Linked DNA regions of Mus musculus: regions 2 and 3 are each linked to region 1. Evidence: chromatin contacts called from public HiChIP or PLAC-seq data. All regions are on one chromosome and are shown on one strand. Each heading gives the region's core, a stretch centred on a gene start, on an enhancer-like site or on the middle of the called end of the contact. The rest is flanking DNA. Distances are from core to core; before and after follow the strand shown.

Evidence for each region. HiChIP or PLAC-seq counts read pairs in DNA pulled down with a chosen protein or histone mark.
Region 2: an H3K4me3 HiChIP or PLAC-seq map of embryonic stem cells shows a contact between it and region 1, with 5 times the contacts expected there. The contact joins the promoter of Edaradd here to the promoter of Nid1 in region 1. A contact is called at or near these places in 2 of 115 datasets of contacts at active chromatin or transcription factors (embryonic stem cells and stem cell-derived neural progenitor cells).
Region 3: an H3K4me3 HiChIP or PLAC-seq map of stem cell-derived neural progenitor cells shows a contact between it and region 1, with 7 times the contacts expected there. The contact joins the promoter of Lgals8 here to the promoter of Nid1 in region 1. A contact is called at or near these places in 2 of 115 datasets of contacts at active chromatin or transcription factors (embryonic stem cells and stem cell-derived neural progenitor cells).

Annotation. Positions count from the first base shown.
Region 1 is chr13:13,436,078-13,439,109 of GRCm38.p6, forward strand. It overlaps Nid1 (nidogen 1), which reads left to right and starts at 1,525. Exons shown (of 20, transcript NM_010917.2): 1 at 1,525-1,849. The coding sequence starts at 1,625. It also overlaps the pseudogene Gm7426.
Region 2 is chr13:12,518,980-12,522,007 of GRCm38.p6, forward strand. It overlaps Edaradd (EDAR (ectodysplasin-A receptor)-associated death domain), which reads right to left and starts at 1,471. Exons shown (of 6, transcript NM_133643.4): 1 at 939-1,471. The coding sequence starts at 969.
Region 3 is chr13:12,460,198-12,463,385 of GRCm38.p6, forward strand. Lgals8 (lectin, galactose binding, soluble 8) reads right to left here and starts at 1,541. Exons shown (of 10, transcript NM_001199043.1): 1 at 1,044-1,541.

The DNA of each region.
Region 1 (3,032 bases), core at 275-2,774:
AGGAAATACTGAACACAGAACACTCCGTGCCTAGCAAGCTCTTGGTACCTGTTATTGCTGACCACTCAAGAGCGTCAATGAAAGGGCACCCCCCATAGATCAATAACTTCATGCTCAGGAGCTATGTTCCATTGCCTCTTTCTTCAGGATTTTGCTGGTTCAAGGCTCACGTTCTCCATTAGTCCCATCACACATAGTTTTCTGTATACTGGAGAACTAATGGAGGTTCCAGACCTTTACTCTCAGCTGCTGGGAGGAAACAGGGGCATCCTGTTGACCCCTCTGAGTCAAGGGTCGGACCCCGCCCCCCCATCCTCTTCCGGTGCTCTCAAAGCCTGCACTAGTTTTTCAGCCTTCCGGTGGAATTCAACTTTAACTTCATTTCTTCTCGGTTTCATTCTTTCTTTCATGACAATGTCTATTAATTTCTTCTCTGTCTCAACTTCTTCCCTTCTCACGGGTCACCCCCAGTCCCCAACAGGCTTGGTCCAGTGGTTTCTCTCTATATTTTCACTTAAGGTGCCAAACTAATGATCAACAGCTGACTGGAAATATTACATTGCTTAAAAGTTATCTTTATTCTGCCGGGCGTGGTGGCGCACACCTTTAATCCCAGCACTCGGGAGGCAGAGGCAGTCGGATTTCTGATTCGAGGCCAACCTGATCTATAGAGTGAGTTCCAAGACAGCCAGGGCTATACAGAGAAACCTTGTCAAAAAAAAAAAAAAAAAAAAAAAAAAAGGACTGTCCAGGATTCTCTGAGTTTTTAGGGGAGCTCAGATTCTTGGATTTGTTATTCAGCTTTGCTTGGACCATCGCTCCCAACTTCTCTGCACGGAGTTGATAATCGGGTCCCTGGAACCCGCCCTGCTCCCACCTTCCACCTCCCAGGACCTCCTTTCTCTAGCCTCTGATGAAACTGCATTACTTCCAGAAAACCCGCTTTGATTCCCAGCACGCCACACAGAAGTTTGCTCTGGCCAATTCCTCCATTCCCAAACTGTTTTTATTCCTTGGACTCCAAGCAAATCTGACTTTGAATTGTGTCCCACACTTGAGACTTTGTCTGGCAGGTGTGGGCTCCTGTTTCCTGCGGAATCCTATAACTTAAGGAACCCAGAATCAGGAACTGGAAAAATGCTCACTTAGTGATTGGATGAGTAAAGGCACACACATTTGTCAGGCTTTTTGCGCATTTCGAGCATCCGCTCAGTCTCCTTTCTAGGGTGGGTTCTGTCCCGTCCCTGGCCCCAAAGTGTTTGTTTCCTGGTTGCCCGCTCTCCAGGAACTTGCCTAACTGCAGAATGCTGTTGCAAAGTTCCTTCTTTCTGGATAGGAGCCCACCGTCGGGTTGGATCCGGAATGCTGGGAACCAACGCCCACTGCTGCGCGGGGGAACCTCGGTGTCGGCCCTCTTCCTCCTGCTCGCTGCCATTGGTAGACGGGACAGGCGGGGTGGGCGGGCCCTCCCCCATAGCCCCTCGGTTCTCCTCCCCATTTCCAGGGGTGGGGACGACGGGAGGCGGGAGGTGAGGAGGGACTGCGGAGGGGCGTAGGGTTATATCTGCGCCTCCTCCGCCTGAGCTGCTAAACCGCCGGGATTGTGGGACCACAGTTGGGAAACATGCTGGACGCGAGCGGCTGTAGTTGGGCGATGTGGACGTGGGCGCTGTTGCAGCTGCTGCTACTAGTGGGGCCCGGAGGCTGCCTGAATCGCCAGGAGCTCTTCCCCTTCGGCCCTGGGCAGGGGGACCTAGAGCTGGAGGCCGGGGACGACGTGGTATCCCCCTCCCTGGAACTGATCGGAGAACTGAGCTTCTATGATCGTACGGACATCACGTCGGTCTATGTGAGTTGGGGCCGGGAGGGGAGGAAGGCCAGGCTATGCTGGGGTCGCCAGTCCAGAGAGACAGATGTGGAACTTGGGCGTCGCCCTCCGGGACCCGAGTGCTAGCTGTCCCAGTGAGGGGCTCTCCGTTGAATCTGCGCATCTAGAGGATCGCATTGCTTGTCTGTCACCCCAGTAGCACTCGAAGTTTAGGGTGGCATCTGCCTCCGGGATCCACTCATCTATGCGCGCGCCCTGCCAGGATCTGGGGACCTCGAGTAGAGTTTTCCTTCTCGATTCCGTGCGCTTCTCGCCTTCCTACTGGGACAGGTCCCAGTACCCTGCAGCTCAATGGCCAGAGTTGGGTTGTATCCTGTGAGCGCTCCTAGGGACTCTGCCGATGGCAAGCTAGAAAGGACAGAGGAACCCTCCTGCTCCGCCCCAGAGTTTCAGTGGACAGCCCCTGCATCTGTGTGCGTGGGTTCTGGCTACGTCTTGGCAGAGATTTTGCTCTCTTAGTTGGGCTGGTTTCAGAGTACAGAGGTCAGGACTGAGAACGCAGGGCGCCCCGGTGATCCAATTTCCTGTGGCTGAGGGTGTCACCCAGGGGCCCCAGATGAGGAGCGGGACTTCATGACCTTTTAGCTCCCTTGAACCTCCCCAGTGCTGGCAGGGCCTGGGAGCGCTGTTAGCCTGGTCAAGCCCTTTCGTGCTGCTCCGGCACACCATGTGGATTTGATATAAAGCCTGCGTGCATTCCACAAGTGTGTGTGTGTGGGGGGACTACACAGACGGCGGGGGAGTGGCTATTCTCTCAGCCTGGCCTGGGCAGATAGCATGGGGCAACACCCACGTGCAGCTTGTCAGCTTTGCCTAGAAAGAATGGGTCACACCCACAAAGAACTCTTACCCTTTGCTGGCTAGTTGCCCTGGCCCCACCGTGGGAAGCCCGGAGAAGCCTATAGACTTTTAGCATGCTTTGAAATACACACAATGAAATCCTCCACCTTACCAAAGAAAACAACGTGGTGGAAAAAAAAAAAACACACACACAACATATTAAAGCATATACACCAATTTTATGTAGTATTGAGGCTTCTCCATCTTTCCCAGCAACCGCACTCCCCCACCCCCACCCCCGTTAGGGATGTGTTAGGGAGGAGTTAGGAATCAAAACCAGGACTTCCTGCATGACAGATAAGAA
Region 2 (3,028 bases), core at 221-2,720, 920 kb before region 1:
AGCAATCACATCGATCTCAGCAGTCTAGTCTGGTTCTGTGTGGCTCTTACCAGAGTGTCCAACCTCACCAAAACCAGAGAAAGACCTAGCGTACTCAAAGGGACATATCATCCTTTCGTTCACAAACACCGATGGAGTTTGTAGCTAGATTACAGGAGGACAGAGGAGATTCCTGGACGTTGACGTTTAAAGGAATTTTCCTTAAATGAGGGAGAAGCGATAGAAAAATCTAGATTCTGACCTCAGATATCAAAGCACATTTTTAATGTACTACGGGGACTAGAGACCTCCACAGGTGGGGATTGCGCATGTGGGCTCAGCCTCGTGGCTCTGTGGACAGTATAATAGTTGAATAGTGGCTCGGAGAGGTTAAGACTTGCACAGAAGCAAACACATCTCAGCAAAGTGAAGCTAGGAGGGAGAAGACGAACAAGGAAATGTGCGAGTGGAAAGCAAGGGAGAGCCTGGAAGGAAGGGGGTGCAGAATCCTCCCTCCTATGTTCTTTTCTATCAAAGGTTGGCTGACTTGTTTCAACCAGGCACCCGCGTGGCCCAGAACAAAAGCGCTCGGCCGGGCCTCCGCGTGGGGAGAGGGACCACGCACACCTTGCAGTGTGCAGGAAGCGAGCGATCAGCTGCTGCTCACAGAGGGGCAAGCGCAGGGGTAGGATCGGGAGAGGTAAGACGCGTGCCGCAGCTGTTCCCATCCAGCCTGACACACATCTGGCGCCCTGGTGTCCAAAAGAAAAAAAAAAAAAAAAAAGAAAGAAAGAAAGAAAGAAAGAAAGAAAGAAAGAAAGAAAGAAAGAAAGGAAGGAAGGAAGAAAGAAAGAAAAAAAAAACCGCTCCCAGGGGATGACTGAAGTTCAGTCTTTCAGTCTCATTAATCCAGCTGGTGGTCACACCCCAAGTGAGGGCGCGGCACCTTGCCGCTTTACCTGAGCGCAGAGGGTCGTCCGGAGAAGCCATGAAGACCAGGAGAGGACAGATGAGTGTCCGAGCAGGGGTGGACAGTCTCTAGGACCCCTGAGAACAGCAGGATCGCAGGGACCCAACCTCTTGCGTGGTAATGCGCGACTCTGTCTGCGCTCTGCCCTGCTGCTGCTGCTGCTCCTCCTCCTCCCTTTCCTCTTCTTGATCTCTGCCACTTCTTCCTCGTGCTCACTTCCTGCAATTAGCAAAGCCCCTTCCCGGCGCGAGTCTCTCCAGAACTCTGGAGAGGATTCCGTGGGTTGCGGTTGGGCACGAGAGGACACCGAGGGGCCCCCGGAGCACTTGCCCTGCTGGTACCTAGGGCGTAGAACCCTGGTCTTACCACGGAGGTCCCACGCGATCGCAACTGGGAGAGCCTTTCAGCTAGCCTTCCCCTGGCTGCCGCACGCGCGGGTGGCTTTCCCGGCTCCTAATCTCGTCCTCAGCTGGGACACCAAAGCACTCCCAGCGTGCTCCTTGCACAGGCCCGGGCTGAGACGCCTGCCGGCGATTTGATGTTTGAACAGTTTCCTAATCTTCAGGCAGCCTGAACGGCGGCATGACCGCACACGCTAGCACTTTCTAATTTGATGTTTCTTTGGCATTAGTTACTGCCTGACCTCCTGGGTGAGCACTACACAAAGGAGCGGGAAGAAAAGTCAGTCTTGAGGTCTCTGGTTTACTCCTCTGAAGGAAAAAGCAAAAACCAAAAAAACAGTATACGGTTCTGTTAGAAATGCAGAACCCATGGGCCCTTAAACGAATTAAGATTTAGCTTAAATGGGATTTTATTCTAATTAAGAGCAGAGAATCTGATCTTTTATTTTTTTATTTTTTTGTTTTTTGTTTTTTGGGTTTTTTCGAGATAGGGTTTCTCTGTATAGCCCTGGCTGTCCTGGAACTCACTCTGTAGAACTCAGAAATCCACCTGCCTCTGCCTGCCAAGTGCTGGGGTTAAAGGCATGTGCCACCACTGCATGGCGAATCTGATCTTTTAAAATGGCTATATTTTATTTAAAAGTTTAAGTTATTTCTATTATTTTTTAAATCATATTGGGGGTGAGGGGTATGAACACACAAGTACAGTGCCTACAGGGTCTAGAAGACGGTGGTAGCTCCCCTAAAGGTGGAGTTGCTGGTGGTTGTGGCCTTGCTAGGAACTGAGCTTGGGTCTTTTGCAAAAGTGGTAGCACTTTCAAGGCTAAGCTGCCTCTCCAGCTCTAGTGGCAGCATCTTCACTATGTGCCATATACAAAGGTTACAGACACGTTACATTTAATAGGAATCTCTGAAAGGAAGCACATAATCTATATCTGCCTTGGACATAAGCATAGAACTATTTTCTTTTTAAAAAAGGAGTTTAAAGGAGATGCCAGCCAAGGATGTAGGTCAGTAGTAGAGTGCCTGGCATGCATAAGCCCCAGCCTGATGATATACGTTGTAATCCCAGCACACAAGAGACTGAGGCAGGAGGGGAGTCTGGAGTTTGAGACCACCAAGAACTTTATGGTGTGGGGCTTTATTAAAAAAGAGGAGGAAGGGGGGAGGAGGAGGAAGTAAGAAAAGAAAGATTATTTCAGTATTTGCTGGACAATTTCATTAACAAATTACCCAATTCAGATTAATTAATAAACTGAACATTTCAGGGAGACAGCAAATGCCAATGTATCTTTGTGGTGCCCCCCAGGCTGCTCTGTGGTTCTGAGGCTCACGGCACTCTTGGGGTTGGTTTGTATTCTCCATAAGATGCTGCCATGGAAGAGTTGGGTCTTTAGAGAGGAGGCCACAAAGGCTCAGGTAAGGTAGGGAAATTAATTTAGAAAGGGTATTTTCTCAGGGAGTCTACTTTGAGGTTTGGTCTGTGGTTCCTTCTATACTCCACGCAGAGATGGAATTCATTTCTGAGGTTTGGTTGTTAGAAACCACATATACAGTTGGGCTGTCTTGTTAGCGCAAGTTCTAGCGGTTTGTTTTTCAAAAGGAAATTGTCAGTACGTTTCGTTACTTATATCTTTCACTAGGTAGAAGATGATTCAGATATCTACAGTGTCTTTCT
Region 3 (3,188 bases), core at 291-2,790, 980 kb before region 1:
ATGAGGCCCTGGGTTCTGTGCCAGCACTGCAAAACCAAACAAATCAAAAGCAGTAAATACAAATAAAATACAAGCTAGGAAATAACACAAAACCAAGACACAAATATCACTCAAGCAGTGCTTTGAAACCAGGACAATATTCATTTAACTTTTCCTATTAGTAAAACAAGTAGGAATCACATCATAGGATTGCCCTGAGGATTGTACTAGTTTAAATAGCAGAAAACAGCTCTGTATGTGTTAGCTATTATTGCTAGAAAACATTGCTCTTCTTCAACCAGCCAAATTAAGTAAGTTGAGGGTGGGGTGGGGGTGGCAGAGTTACTCCGGGGAATACCAAATGCAATGTTTTGCATCAGCCCGGTTTTGAAAGATAAGAGCGCCCCCTCGGCACTGCGCCCTGCCCACTGAATCATTTACTACCTCTAGTCCTGATGACTCAAACCAGAACCAAGCCAGAAAATGAAACTAGAGTTTCCTGTCTTTTACTTCCTACAGTTCCGCCAGGCTGTAGACAATAGGCACTCGCCAAATCTCTTATTTTACCGGAGAAAAGAAAATTGCATCTCTCTTGGTTACACCCCTAAAAACCACCCTAGACCCCTACCTAGTATCTGTCACTAACTCATTTTATTCAAATCCTCTGAGCCTTTAATTCTGTTCTGTGCAATCCAGGAAGCACGAACTAGAGCAAAAAGGAGACAAGGAATTGCCATCACCACATCCATAATTGATATCTTTCCCGGAGAGAGATCAAGATGGCCTAGGTTGGCATTAAATAACTACTCTCCGAAGTCTCCAGACACGTATCACCGTCAGTCACAACAAGCCGTGGCTTAGGTTTAGGACGATTCCCAAACCCAGAGAAATTGCGTTTCCCCGTGTTTAACGTTGGGATAGAATGACGCAGCATGCTAAAGTGCGTGTCTGGAATAACGGAGTGTGACACAGCTGTCAACTGTCCCTGGGCCTGTCATTCTTGGGGATCCAGGTGATGCTCGCCCTTTCCCTGGCAGGTGAGCCGCCGAGCGGAGAGCCCTCACCGCAGCAGTCAGCGTTGTCCCGACACTACGGTCCCAGTACAAGCCTCAACCCACGATCGCTCCCGGTGTCCGGTGCCCCGTGCATGTGTCACGGAGGAGACGGCGGGATGCCGTGTCCACACTCGGATTCCGGTCCGGGAACAGTGGTATCCCGATGTCCCTGAGCCCGCAGTCGCCAGGACTCACCCCGGTGGTAGTAAGCGCTTTGCTCCGACTTGTGTCCCCTGACGGACGCCGTCCGGTTCCCGGAGCCGCCACAGGCAGAGGGCGGGGTCAGCCCGCGGCCGTTTCCGCGAGAACGACTGCAGGGGCGGGGCGTCCGAGTGCTGCGAGCTGGGGCTGTTGGGCTCTTAATGTCACACACGCAGACCTATGGCTGGCTGTGGGAGTGGCTGGCTGGGGTTGGGGTGTGGCTCACCTCACGTGCTGGAAGCCCCCAGGTTGATTTCCACCCAGCTCTGCACAAATCGGTCGGGGTGCACCCCTGTAGTTCCAGCCCTGCGAGGTGGAGGCAGGAGGACCACAAGTTCAATGTCATACTGGAGAACTTAAGGAATTCGGGGTCACTCTGGGACAGATACCTGATCTCAAGGGTGTTAAAAATACACTTAAAGAATAATCGTGGGGGGTGTGGCCGGGGTACTCCTGGGTTTGCCTCCTTTGCAGCCTTGGGTCAGAACTGAACAATGTTGTGAGCCAATCAGATTTAGCAGCCACTCATTGCCAATAACTAGCCTTGTGTGTGGAGGAATTCGTTCTTCTTTGTCCCTGCAAGAAACCCCATCCTGTGAGCAGTAGCCAGAACATGTCAACACTGGGTGATTGGCCGCTTATTCTGTGCTGGAGTTTACTACAGGGAACGCTTCCTTAGGAAACAGTTTAGACACTGATGCTCAGTTCTGAGCAGAGTAGATGGTCAATAAGCACTGAGCTGCATAGTCAGGGCGCTGCACTGCTGACGGTTTGCCCCGTATTTGTACGAACAAACTTAAATAAAACTGTAGGGCGCTGAGAATGGCTGACTGAGCTACCTAGTTTTGATGTCCTAATGGCCTCAAGGTTATGTTCTTTTCTAGATATTAGCCATGTTTGTTTTTAAAGGACATGTTTGACATAGCCATTTGGTCTTTTTCTCTGGCTGTGTGTTTTATTTTGTTTTGAACTTGTATTTTATTTTTTTAAAGCCTCTTAGCAGCAACCTCGTGTTCTGATTCGTTACTTTTTCTCCTTCCTCATGTCCATTTTCTAATTTTGATTAACTCCTCAAGATTCTACTTTAATAGCTGGAGTTAACCCTTGATGTATGTTGTCTTAGCTCTGTTGTTATTACTAGGTGTGGTAGGCTTCTCACTACACTTTCTGGGGTTTGTAAGAGATAGGGTGTGGAGAGCTTTTGGAGCCCGTTTCTAGAAACTTTGCAGGAATTAAACATTGGGCCAGGACACAGAAGTAAGCTCAGGCAGGAATATCGTTTTGGGCTAGAGCAAAGAAGTAGGCTTCAGTCAAGAATGTGACTTTGGGCTAGGAGAGGGAAGTAGGCTCAGATATCTTGGTCATCTTGATAAGCCCCTGCCTGGAAACATTGATCACAGGACTTTGTTCCTTGACTGTTTGTGTTTATAGTCCTGCTTGTCCTTGACCCAGAACTGATATTATTTTGCATGTACTTAAACTGGTATCAAAGCAGACTGGAAAAACATTATAAGCCTGACTCAGCCTCAGAACTCGCTGGGGTCATGCCACAGTGTTGTCTTGTTGTCTTTTTTCTTTTTAATTCCGACTCCCTCCCTGGAGAACCTGTTGACTGACGGAGCTGGCTTGGTCAATAGGGAATCTGCCATACACATTCCCAACCCTACTGTAATGCCTCTAAAGAAGGGCTCCCCAGGCTTCGGTTGAGTGCTACATTATTCAAAATGAAGAGCAGTTGAGTTATCTTCAGTTTTGCCTGAGTTGACCCCTTCTTTACAGAGTTAAAATAATAAATTCACCTCAGAGCTGGATGCATTCCAAGGTGTGGGAATAGCTAGTACAAAATCCCGGAGCTGCTGAGAGCAACTGTGTGCTCTGAAAATAAAGATCAGCATGCTGAGGCTGATGGGTGGGAGGAAGAGGGGATGACAGCTTGGAAGTGAGGTCCTTTAG